Linked DNA regions of Sparus aurata: region 1 is linked to region 2. A link is a contact called in public Hi-C data. All regions are on one chromosome and are shown on one strand. The core of a region is the stretch at or near the end of the contact, and the rest is flanking DNA. Distances in the headings are between cores, read along the strand shown.

Region 1 (6,711 bases), core at 729-3,228, 150 kb before region 2:
GACATTTCTGTCTGTGCGCTCGCGAAGGCCCGTGTTAATATTGCAGTGACTCACAGGGCGCCTCGTTTATTCTCCTTTTATGCGGGCGAGAAAAATTAGCAGTCACTAATTGACTGGTTAAGTGTATTTTGTAATCAAAAGATTTATTTTAGGCTTTTGTTTTGTTTTAAAATCAGAAAAGGTGGTTCCGTTTGAGGACGATGGCGAATATGTGACTTTAATAACTGAATCTATATTGGTGTGACCAAATAATGAGTCCGAACGGATGAGAATGTAATGTGTTCCTGTTTTGTGTGCTTATTTATTTTGTAGCCACTCGTTTACTATCTCTGTTTAATGCCACGGCTAACTAAGTCAATTATTACAAGCAGGCTGTTGGGATTCGTTGTTCAGACTGGGCTGACCTCGAATGCCAGATCTAGTCGTCTCTCCCGTCGCCTGCTCATTGACTGCTCGGGCTATGACTATTTATATGTTGCGTATCTTTCATTTCACAAATCAGTGTCGTCCCTTTTGATTATTTGGAGACTATCAGTCGAGTATTGATAATGCAGGCCAAACCAGAGAGATAAGCTTGTCTACTGGATCCGTGTGGAGTTGCACTGAGGTACACGCCCAACATATTCACACAGGTAAACGCAGCGGGCCTCTTCGGTCTCATATTGATACGCATTACAGAATATTTTTCTCATGACTCGTGATCCTTTGGTACTTGCTGTCTCACGAAGATTTAAAAAAAAATACATTTTCAAGTGTGCTGTCAGGGCAAGGCTGGTCAGGGTCACCGCATTGAATCAATTGCTTGGTATGTCCAAACTATTGTGTATTATACTATATTTCCAAATAAAAACAAATGAAAAGATTATTGAAAAAAAAACTCTATTTTTGTGTTGTCTTTGTCATGGTTTAATTCACAAGCCTCTTGTTTTAAAAGAAAGAAAGAGCTGACACATTTCGAGGGTAGAATTACGCACACTGGGAACATTTTACGCACGCAAGATACACACATTTAACTCACGCTGGTTTGGAATGATCACAGTTTGGTGCCATGGCGAATGGCAGACAATTAAAAAACACTGAAGTGCAGCAGATTTGAGCGCTCGCGTGCAAATTATGAGCCGTCCTACCTAGTCGAGGCACACACACAACAGAAAAACGCCACCTAATGCAAATTAAACGTGATTTTATGTTGAGTTTTAAAAATAAAAGTTAATAAAGCAACAAATTGAATCACAAAGCTGTCGATTCTTGTTCAACTTGAGCGGGTGACCTTAAATCTGTGGTTGTGTGCTTCAGTAGAATAAATACAGATATAAACAGAACAGAAATGTTTTCATTGTGCTCTCAAATTGAGTTTCGCAATTATTTTGAATCACGTCTCTCAATATGTTGAGCCATATAAGATGTTTTATTTTACAACTCCTGCATTCCATCTGAAGGAAATCTTTGTCATTGAACCACTCTGGATAGCGTGTATAGGTCCTCCTTTATCTATACCTATAAAATGTATTGTTTCCAAACATTCAGCATTTCAGCATGCACACACTTTGTTTTCTATCTCTCTCTCGCTCTCTCTCTCTCTGTAGTCTGTACGTGCACGCTGTCATTTCGCTGATTGGCTTTGGAAACACTGCTCCAACAGCAGTCTCCTTTGGCTAGGGTCGCCATGTTTGCTGTTGTTATCACTGTGTTTATGGGAGCTAGCCGCAGCGCATTGGCGTTCATATATGACAGTCAAAAGGGCCATAAACGCGGCGAGAGAGGCTGAAGTTTATGGTTGCCTCTCTCTGCCATAGTCCGGCCTTGCCTTGCGCATCCTTTACTGCGCGCTGGAATTCCGTCCCTAATTACGGGACATCCTCCCCGTTGCCGCAGCAACGTGGCCATAAAAGCTGTCTGAGAGTCTGGGGCATTTGTACAATTGGAGTGCAGTGCAATAAACCGTCTGAGACCCAAGGTTATTAACTGTGTTACCAAGGAGGCGAGAGCAACGACAGGGAGAGGACGGATAGGAAAAAGCTTCTGCTCGCTCGCTGCATCGACTTCATTTGAAAGGCTTTTCCCCCCAAGCCTGGTTCATCCACCTCGAATCAGTGGCGTGTAGATCGGCTGCCCTCAGGATTGGACCTTCCTCTACCACCGGGCGGCGCTGTTGGGACCAATGTCATGGCCGTGGATCCTTCGTCTCCAAGCTCACGTCGAATGCACGCAGGTAAAAGTTGTCAACACAGGCCGGAGCTGGAATAGCTCGCTCAGACCTTCCGTGTGTTCGGCCTTAAGACGCTTCTGCGGTAACTTTGAGATGGGAGCCGCTTTGAGTTTAGTCTCCACATTTCTCTGCGGTGCTCACTGGGCCGTGCGGTGGAGAAAGTCTTCCTGGGGGCCCTAATAAGGCAACACATCTGTGCCAAGCCTTCATGCTGCATGTGCTATTCATTTTGCTGAGCTAGAGCTTTTTAATGGTTGAAGTATAGCATGGCCGGCTCGTACCTGGAGAGATCAGCAACCAGTCCAGTCTCGCCACAAATGTTTTGGATTTGGGGAAAAAGTCTGTTTTAATTATTCACCACGAAAAAGGGATACAGCAGTTAGTGTGTAGAAATGCAGCACGAAGCAGTGGGTGCTGGACACAAAACAAATGATTTCATTTTTTTTAGATCGCGTGCGGAAGCGGCTCATCTTAAATCACAGCAGCTGGCTTCGTGCGCTCATTCTTCTTGGTCCTCTTCCTCTTCTTCAAAGAAACCCACTAACGACATTTGACGTCCTTCCAAAGACTCCCCCGTACGTGCCAAGTGCACAAAAGCTCTTATTCGGATAGATGTGATTGTGATACGGCAGCAATAGCGTCTCCCTTTTCCTTCCTGTCATGGACACATTGCTGCACTATCACGGCTATCAGTGTCAGTCCGAGTGGCGAGTGGCTATTCTGGACCCTTAATGCGTGTGGACCGAGTCTCGTTCTCCTTTGTCTCTCGTGAAAAATAAATGCTTCCGCTGGATGTAATAAAACGCGGCATTATTGTTCATAACTGCACTCGGGACGAACATGATACGACTCAAACGGCCTCTTCGGCCACGATTATATGGGCCGGATCAAAGCCAGTGGTCAGAGTAAACTGTTTTGAGGATATGATAGCCGGGCAGCTGTGAAAATGAAGATTTAATAGCTACAATTAATAACTGTAACCCAGAGATATCGATAGGCCCCCGTGCCAGGACAACACCATGAAGTGTGCGGGCCAAAACAATATAATACCGGGCACACATAATTAATTGATGTATTTAGTTTCCTCACGGGCTCATGTGTCCCATAAGAGAGCAGGCCGCTGCGGGGGAAAGCATACATGCTTTGGACTAATGCTGTTCGTTCGGCTGTATTTAGTAGTTTCGTGTTTTCTGGATTATTGTATGTTTTCTTGTGAATTTAATAAGCAGGCGCAAGTGCTCGGCGCGCGGCCTTCCTCCTTAAAACTCCCGCACCGCAGAGAAAGGCCCTTATTTTATGTATTTCTCTAATATATCACATTTTCTTTTAAAAGAGACTATTTCACTTCATTCATAGACACATAAATAATCTCCGACCAACTTCCAGTCATTTTAGCCATTTGAAATATGTACGTTTTTAGCAGGAGGGAGTGACAAATGTCCTCCGTCGACACGCTAAAAATCTTAAGCCAGTTTACATAAATGAGCTGTCAATGACTGCAGCGTTCGGGAACCTAAATGGGCTCAATTTATGAATTTCTCCCGAAATTTCACCTCATTTTCAGTGCAACAGGGCTGCACAACAAACCCGGCGGGATGTGGCGGCCACCACCTGGGCCTGGTAATGGCAAAGCTGGCCGAGATTAACTTCAACCTGGGGAGAGCAATAGAGTGCACATGGCCAAGGACACTACGAGATGGAAGGAGAGTTTTATTGTGGCCCTTATTGCCCCAAATTGGACCGACAGGATGACTTGTATGTGCAACCTTTATGTCTGCTTTGTTGTGTAGCGCTCTGCTGTGCGACTTCTCTCACAACAAAGTCGTGATCAATACCTGTTTGCAGCAGATGGACGTATTTGAATTGTTTTATACTGAGCACAGTTTGGATTTTCTGATGTTACGCAGAAAGACGGATAAATTGTGAGGTGAAACAAAATCCTTGTTTTTGTTCTCAGAGGTTTGGAACGAAAGTAGATGCAGATTTAAGCTCTGCTGTGTTGTGCGTAAAGTCAAATCGGGCACAGATAAACTTAATTCCGCATCCTACATTAATGAATAAAACCATAAATACAGCTGTTAATAACACTGATCCTAATTTCCTAAATATATTTTCATGTTTGAAGGTAAAATGTGAAGTTAAATGCGCGCAAGTTTTATATATTACATTTATCAAAACCAGCTCCTGGTGAGCTCTAATAAAGGCAGTTATTGCTCATCCTGTTATATATGTTGTATTAATATTTTATTATTTGAAAGGTGCAGTAATTGTTCCAGTACGATCCGTGTATTTGTTCGAAAAGGGCCTTTTTTCGTGACTAATACTTTTATTGTTTTTAATAGCTGCAGACAGAGAACTGGTTCGCCGTCGTTTACGCACGGAGGTGTCTTAATGCGTTTTACATAATTCAATATTAGCCCAAAACCTCAGGTTAAAAAAAAAAAGTGTTTGATGTTATAAAGTAAATTTTAAAAGCACACCAAGATCCTTCAACGACTATATGAATTACTACAGAGACCTTCCCTGTGGGAAAATAAATAAACGAAAACGAAGAGGAAGAAAAGGGAGAGATAGAAGCCGAATGTTTGATATTCCTCCTTCTATCCCCAGGCAGCATTAGTCTTAACACCTTTGCTTTTAGTGCGGAAGAGTTCAGACTGTCTTGAGGCTAAAGGATGCACCATATAAAGCGGTTTCTTGCCAGGTCATTTAGCCAAAGGCGAATTCTCCCTAAACATTTTACTACCACCACCTCCCTGGACTTTGTTATTGTATGTCTTTGCTGGTGTGTTTCTGCAGCACAATGCTTTTAAACTTGATTTTGCAAAATCTTCCTCTAACGTGGACTACCTGTAGTATCTTAGTTGTGTGTTTGTAGCGAAAGAGTTTTATTTTAGGTGCTGGGACTTTCACCAGAGCGTTTTTTCAGTGTAGAGGTTTGATTCTTTTTCTAAATCTAAAGCCTATCACTCTGTTATGCCTGCTGCTGAGGTTTGTTGTAGCATTTGATTTGTAGCAAAGCAGGAATCAGTGTTTCAGACACTATTTGCTGGTTGGCACGGCTGAATTCAAAGCCGGAGGAAGAATTAACAGCTTTGTTATTAATATGTGTTTTAAACTTTGCATCGTGTTGGACCTCGCCCCTTCTACGGGGCAGTAGTGGTGCATTAAGGCGAGGTGAGGGAACACACTGATTACTGTGCTGTCTCCTTTCTCTGCCTCAGCTCCATGATGGATATCGCTCCGGCTGCTACGTAGTCGCTGAGTGGGAGGGACTACCCTGTTTCCAGCATTTCCATTGGTCTTACGGTCCTCGCGGCGGAGAAGGGGGGTGCCTCTAATCATATCCAGCATGTTTTGCACAAGAAATGTCAGCCAGAAAGGGCTATCTTCTCCCTTCGCCAAAATACACCACAATAATGTCATGTTCGGACACCCCGTCAGGAAATGCGTTTTTAGTGGATTCTCTGATCAGTGGCCGTAGCGAGAGCGGCGGAGGTCACTACACGGGGAGCGCGGTGTGCGTGCCCCATAGCACCGCCACAGAAGTGCCTTACGGACTACACAACTATGGATACTTCCCAGGTATGGGTAAGCGGAGTGATGTGGGTCCACAGAACATGGTTTCCAGCTCAGGCGCGTACATGTCCAGCATGGAGATGTGGATGGACGCGCAGAGGTCATGTCGAATGGACCAAGAGCACCCAGTGGGCTCCCAGGTCGCGCCCTGCTCGTTCCCGCAGAACATTAAGGAAGAGAGCACCTACTGCCTGTATGAGCAGCCCAAGTGTCCCAAAGCCTCCACCGCTGAAGATCTCACTTATTCGAGGTTAACGACAACCGGTCTCGGTTCGAGTTCGTGTACAGTCACCGATGGCGGCGGCGGAGGCGGCGGGGGCTCAGTGCCTGTGCCGGGCTACTTCCGCTTGTCTCAGACGCACGCACATTCTCATAAACTTTACAACACCAACGGCCCCCAGCCGAACCCTTCCCATTCTCATTTTGGCCTACACCCCACTGCTCCCGCTCGCTTCCACACGCCACCAGTCTCGACTTCTGCTCCAGCCACGGCGGAGGAAGGGAGGAACACCGAGGAGCCCGTGTCCTCGGGAAAGGCAGACCTGCAGCCTCACGCTGCACCGGGGAGCGAGGAGGCGCGCGAGTCCTCGGATGTAGAAGCCTCCTCAGCTGACGAGCCAGAAGACCATGACAAAGAGAGACCAGCAAAAGCCACTAAAGGTAAACTTAGTTCGATATAGGTGTGGTCCTGCATTGTTGTTAAATTTGCATGCAGCGCAGGTAGAGTGACGCTTTTTATTGACACCTGCCAGGTTTTATTTGACTTACTAGACTGCAGTGACATTTCGAGGCACGGGTGTGAAAACGTGCATTTCCATATTTACTCTTAAATCGAGTAATACTAGTTTTTATTGTATAAGTCCATTAGAATGATGCAAACTTGCGTTGATAGATCCGGGATTATTATGCGTAAAACTGTAAAA
Region 2 (6,975 bases), core at 2,302-4,801:
CGAGTCCAGCTCCTACACAAGACACACATTTGAATTTTAGCCTTTGCGATTTTGAAAATGCTCAACATGTACATCATTACTGAAACATCTCAATGGTTCCTAGCATGTGCATCGGAAATTCAGAACTGATATTGAGCATTCTGTAGAATTAATTTTCAGGTGTCTTAATGCGAGCAGATAACTTACCTCAAGGTCAGTAACAGACAGAGAAAGTAAATTGTTCCAATTCTCAATGTCAATGGCAGGAGGATGGTGTTCTGCTGGATTTGAGAGTGCAGTGATGCCTTCAAGCAGACTCTGGAATGGGCAAAAAGAAATACTGAGAATACAGCACCACAAGATCTGTGTTTTGTAGCCAAACCGATGTCTCCAATGTGAATTAAAGTAATCGTTTCTCTGTGAGACCGTCAGTAATTGTTGTGCTTCAACATCCCTGATCTTACAGAGTGTCACCAAAACAGCACTGTCATCAGAATGGTGCAATTTGAGTGATGAAGTCATGTGAGAACATGATTTTATGGTTAAGAGATGGTCCAAAGCAACTCTTTTCAACTCTCTCATGTGACAGTTAGTTTTATGCAAGTTAATACGTGTTTTAAAAGACTGAGAAATGCTGTAAAACAAGTATAGTTTCTTTTCAGAACAACTCAGACATTTTTCAACACTGATAACAAACCACACAGCGACAAAGACAACTTGACAACTTGTGACAAACCTCTTGCTCCAGTGTGGAACTGTGGGCCAGCTGAGTGAGTGGGGCAGGTTCCTCTTCCTCTTTAACTTTGGCTTCATCCTCCTGGTCAGGTAAAGAAGGGTAGATGAGAGAAAGGAAAGATGGGATTGGGGGACATGACGGGTGTCAGAGGATTTGAGATAAAGGATAAAGGAAAAAACTGTTAATTTGTTGCCGACATCCAAATAGCCGAAAGAAAATTACAGTTCTGGTTTGGTGATCGCAATTCGGCCATCACAAATAATTGGATATCTTCAGAAAGGATTGTTGGTCTGTTCTGACAGATAAAACATTTGTTTGGAATACAATTGCTGTAACTCTGGAGACCAGCTGAACAGACGGCATCCAAGCCGAGCTTCTGTCGTCGTCCTGCTGACTGTAGTCAAGGGCTTCTGCGCAGCATTAGAAATGTCTGAGCTGGAGTTTCTTTGTATGACAGCAGTGCTGAGGATATTTTGATACACTAACAGTTAAACTAATTACTTTCAGGATAACCCAACCCCTTTAGACGTTGTAAGACACGCCTGGTACCGCAAGTACCGCATTCCATCTACACCACCAGCTTTCTTACACACAAAGACAAAAACATTATCTTCCATACACCCATGTGATGAAAGGGGGGGAGGATTCACACCTGTTCCAAAAACTGTTATGCTCAGTTTTGACGTTAAAGCTAGAGGCACAAATATGACAAAGTGTGCTCAGCACCAGCCCTGGCTCTGTCTGAGCATGTCGACTTCAACTGGAGGAGCTTCTCCAGCTTCAATTGGTACAAAGTTATTGATCTAGTCTTATAGTCCTTTGACAAATTGTCCACCACAAAACCACAAAATCTTGCCCTAGAAGCAGTTACACTTTTACTTATTTTCAGAAGAGAGGGTGACGAATAAAAGATGTGTCAACATCCCATTATCCACATGAACAAGAACCCTGGGAGGAGGGCAGTGTTCAAGTATGGACCACCGCTTTTGTGTAAGCAAACAGGGTGTGGGTCTAAGCCTCACTTCTCCGCCTCTCCAGGCTTACAGCTGGCGGTTGCATCTGAAGAAAGGGGATATAGTTACACAAATGGCGACATCAACTGCCCCCAGGACATAACATGCACCAAGCAGCTGTTTCTACCCTCAGCTAGAAGAACTGGATCACTGGGAGGATTAAATATAAAAAGGTCTGGGTGTGATTACAGTCTAATAAAATGGTAGTCACATAATCCAGAGGGAAGCCACATCATGAAATATGAAACCACACATACGTCCAATCGATGATTTTAGACAAGAACAGGCGGGTGAACCTCTTGTCAAACAGTTAAACAGCTGCACAGTCCCCAAATACAGCAGTCTTATTTGTGAAGTTAATTCTATTGTTAACAAGAGAGGGCTTAATGTGACATGGTGACAGGTGCAGCTGACCGGTGAATACTTCAGCTACACCTCTCATCACCTGGACATATCGATGACTTATTTGTTCTGCCAAACCAGTAAGGCCTTTAAACTGAGTTACCAAATCCATAATAAATGTCAGTCCCCTTATCTAACCAGGCTATGACTGAATTGCATCTGTGGCCCTGGAGTTGTGGAGCCATCCAAAGTGAAAGTGAATGCACAATTTAAAGTTCTGCACACAGGTTATCACATGTTGTTATCTTGACTACAGGTGCACCAGGAAATGCTGCAACATAATAAGTTACTTGTTGGATGACATCCATTATTATACAACATGGGTTCATGCTGCTAGTTAGCTAGTGATAGCATTAGCATTTTCTGTTAAGCAATGAGGAAGTTTTAGCTCTAGTTCATCAACTCAGTTGTTAGCTGAGTACTTTCAGTACTTTAGCTGCTCAGTCAGGCGTGTTGGTCAAATATCGTAACTAGCAGCAGTCTGTCTATCTTTGTGTTACATCACACACTCGCCTCTTTAAGAAACCCGCAGGCTCCAGCGGTGCAAGGCCCTCGTCCCAGTTCAGAGGTTGTTTGGCACACTTCTTGGCCACTGTCGGGCAGGTGTTCACTGTCATCTCTGGCTTCGTCCCCGCGACTTTCTAACCCGGGGCTGGTGTCAGAGTTGTTGCTGGTTGAAGGCCCATCGTCAGCCTCTTCTGCGGCAGACACCTGGTGCACCAGCCATGCGTTCAACTGAGTGGGGAACCGCGGGGAGCCGAGGGTCCTCACTTCGTCTAGCAGCCGGCGACTTGCAAAGAAATAGTCCAACTCGGGACATTTTGGGTGCACACTGTATCCGTCAAGAGTGTCTCTCAAATTATGAAAGGGTGTCTGGGTGTAGGCTGAGCTAGGACCCAAGTTAATCTCTATCAGAGGCGAATAGTAGCCGCTTAAGTAGCTGTCGATATCCACGCGAACTCCGATCAAACTGAGTAAGATTGTTAACTGAATCAGGCCTTCTGTGAAGTATTTTTTCGCGATTTGCATTTTCTAAATACTTTCAGAGCAATAGATAATTGTGAAATCCTGACCAAACAGTTCCTCTTTCCCCACTGGACAAAGGGAAAAAGCTAACAAAAGAGCACGCCTTCCCCTGTCAGACAAAGAGGTCCGCCTGTACCGGCGAAATCGTTAGATCGCTATGCTAGCTGTTAGCAGTTAGCTATCAGCTTTGATTACCGGTTAACGTTAACCTCTTGGCGCAAACATAGCGATGAGGTTATTCTTCAGTTCCTTATATCGGAGAAATCATTCGTCTGCGACATCTGGCTTTCAAAACCTTCCGCAAGTTGCTAATCAAACAGAAAATGAAACATCTGAGTGGCTAAATGCTGTCAGCGGAGAGTGCTGCTACTGGGGAAACTTCGTTTCAGGATTTGCATGGCTTCCGCTGATTGGACCAGAGCGCCCACCGCAACAGTATCTGATTGGACAACATGAGTGTCTGTTGATATTTTGACCAATGAGAGAAGGGGAGTGTTGTTGACTACTGCCGGCCCCCACCCCGATTTATAACTCCACATGTTACAGGAATAATATCGGAAACGGAGTTGATATCACTTCAGATTTACAAATCATTAACTGATCTCTGTTGGTTTGATTTTAAACTTCCATCAGCTCGGTGATCCGGAGAGGATTCCTCTGCAGCAGGTCGGGCTGCAGTTCCGGGACAGTTTGTGCTACTGACCTGCATTCGTCCCATGTTTGTCCTGCTGGTCAGCGGCTGAATTACAGATTGAATTTGCTCAAGTGTTCATCATCTGCTGCATGTTTAATCCCCTGTCAAAGAGAAAACACACCAACAGGGGAGGCAACAAAACACCTCACCCACTGGACAAAGATAACACATCAGTTCATACTTTATTCATCATTTAAATTAAAATGCATTCATCACAGTGGGCAGCTGCAGCCTATTAAAGTACATTGGTACTTTCCAGATTAAAATCTCTTTCAACATGTCAGTTAATGGATACAACGTGTTGTTAAACTACCCAACTACATATAAAAGAGTTATAGCGTAATAGAAGAAATAATATATTCCATCATAATGTGACAGTTAAAACTGGCTCATTCTGCATAATGGGACACTTTTAGTCAATATTTCACATAAGATCTCTCCCATTTTAAGTAAAAATATTAAATGCAGGATTTTTAACGGTAATGGAGCACATTCACACTGAGCTTTAGAAAAGGCTCAGATACTTTGATAAATACAGCACTGTTCATCAGGAGACAGAAATTGCGAACTGGGACTAAAATAGCTCATACTTTGGGACTGAACATGATATTATCATAAACATGTTATTTAAGAACTGAACCACTAGTCCCTCTCAGATGAAAATATGATATTATAACTCCTCACTATTCACGTTGCTCGTACTGTACATGCTGTACAAGATGAAGCCCCTTGAAACTTTTTGAAGTCGTCTCCTCTGGCTAAATAAGACCGATAACCTATAGATAATATATATATAGGCCCCTGCATGAATGAGCATGTACTGCAGCTCAGTGAAAAATGGAAAAGATACAAGGAATGAGAGCTGTCCGGGTTATATCAGTGCCCTGTTTCTTTTTCAGATTCACAGTCACACATCATAAAAGCACACAAACAAGACAAATGTCTTTACTTGTCCTTCAAGACCTCAGCAGTGAACTATTTTGCTTGTATTAGGACAATATCAAAAGGGGTGTTTTCAGAAAACTCTTGTTTTGCTACAGTCAGACATCCAGGGTCTGAGTCAGACCAGATTAATGTGTTTGCTGTTATACATTATCCAAGGCTTGTGCTGCCGTATGTGGGTGGATTGATTAGGGAAAGCCTTGAGTTAAACCAAAACACAGACAGAAATGAAAACAGAAACTGTTTGCACATTTAGAAAACATTTATTTTGGAAGAACAGAGTGAAATACATTGAGTATGTACACTGTATATCCAGTGGTGGGAGACACATTCATGTCATGTCATCTACTTGTTAGTTAAACCTGTGTTGTAAAAAGTACCCAAAAGTCATACATGAGTGAAAGTAAAGGTGTTATGTTGAAATTATACTTTGATGAAAGTGAAAGTCACCCACACATGAGTGGAGGTCTGAAAGTATCTGATTTTAAAGTATTAAAACGGTAAAAGAAAATTAAACAAGTTGTACAGTATATGCTGTGGGTCGGCCAGTTTTTGGATCTGATATCCAGTTTTCTGATTTAAGAATATTAAAAATGTGCTTCTTTGATGCAGCATGCAATCTGCAAAGCAACACCTAACTAAGGTGTTAAAAAACAAATACTTGCCTCCAAATTGTTCTGTAATGGAGATATAAAGTAGCAGGAAATGTAAATACTCATGTAAAGTACATTTTTACTTGAGTAAATGTACTTAGTTACATTCCATCACTGAGTAAAAAGAAAAAAATAAGTAGAAAATGTTTTATGCATTATTCAGAGTACCCTTGTTCTGTATTTCATAGTCTTATTTTGAGATGTCTTGATGCGTAGCAGCATTTAAATGTTGGTGGAAATACTTTTCTGTTTGGTTGTTTCATCTTTAACAATCAGACGTTTTCTTTATAAAGTCTGAATCTTAAAAGTAAATTATAAAACAAAGCGTAGACGAAAACTGGAGTTGAGTAGGCCTACATAGAGTCAACATCATGTTCCTGTGTATTTATGTGGAGCTACAGGTGGGTGACAGTTAACAGTAAAAAAACAACTAGACTGAAATCCTCTTCACCATCCTAACTTTTTAAAATGTTGATTCATTCTTTTTATTTTATTCTCTTCTCATCAAACCATTCAATGACCCCTCCTGTCCTGAAGACTTCAACTGTGACGTCTCTCCACGAATTCACTCGGGGTAACTTTTAAATAGGCCACCCATCTCTAACTGTGGAGGAGGGAGAGGACTGGCTGCAGATCTCCGCTGGAAGAGGTTGTCTGGAGTGCGGCTCCACTGCGACCCCTGCTGGCGGATAGTGGTAACACTGATGCATGAACAGCTTCAGATCACTTTCTCCTTATTCAAGTGAAATCAGGCAGATAGATATTTTGATATTTTAATATCGTGGACTTGTAAAACTATCTTAGAACAAAAGAGATGCCAAGTCATATTTTCTTATTTTATTTCGTTTCACAGCCTCATGATTCATCTATGTCTATTGATGTATTTATGCACTTGTGTTTATCGACACATAGTACAAGTATACCCTATATACACCCTGTAACTGTAAAGTGAGAATAATCTGTTGAAGTCCAAATGGATGGAACCATTTCCTCAGCGTCTCTACGACTCTGACCTCTTTACCTCTGAGTGTGGGTGCGATGGAAGTCCACATCAGTCCTTTTGGAAAAACTCCACACTAACTTTGTAAATGCCATTGCACTACAGAGAAGTCAAGGTAATCGTTAAAGGGACAATAATGAGTGAGTCTAGTTCAACACAACAACAAGTTCAACACACATCGCGTCTGTCAGCCGCCTGGACCGTCTCAGACCTCCTGCAGGACGAGCACTGATCTGCAGCGGACGAGCCAAGCGTGCTGCAGGGCTCATCTGACGTCCATCACACTTCATTTAGGATGCAGCTGCAGCCTTGTTACAGCCCAACTGTAATAAAGTTCACATTCACGCAATGAGCCATCAGACCGTTTGAGACAGAAGTGTAGTCCATCACTGGAGGAGTTGCGCGTAATCGCGTCCTGAGCAGTGCGTGCGCCTCACCAGAGTCCCGCACCAGAGTCCCGCACAGCTGTAACACAAACCTTTAAAATAACAAGTGACATTTGCGGTCCGCCTCGCACCAGCCTGAGCCTC

The links. Hi-C and Micro-C count contacts between places; a contact is called where the count stands out from the background.
Region 1: a contact with region 2 is called in a Hi-C map of skeletal muscle, with 2.1 times the contacts expected there. The contact joins the promoter of LOC115578393 here to the promoter of nfe2l3 in region 2.

What each region holds. Positions count from the first base shown.
Region 1 is chr3:21,307,190-21,313,900 of fSpaAur1.1, reverse strand. It overlaps LOC115578393 (homeobox protein Hox-A10), which reads left to right and starts at 1,978. Exons shown (of 3, transcript XM_030411342.1): 1 at 1,978-2,212; 2 at 5,434-6,448. The coding sequence starts at 5,578. It overlaps hoxa11a (homeobox A11a), which reads left to right. Exons shown (of 2, transcript XM_030411377.1): 2 at 1-730.
Region 2 is chr3:21,155,425-21,162,399 of fSpaAur1.1, reverse strand. It overlaps nfe2l3 (nfe2 like bZIP transcription factor 3), which reads right to left and starts at 3,551. Exons shown (of 5, transcript XM_030412633.1): 1 at 2,644-3,551; 2 at 716-796; 3 at 187-297; 4 at 1-12. The coding sequence starts at 3,159.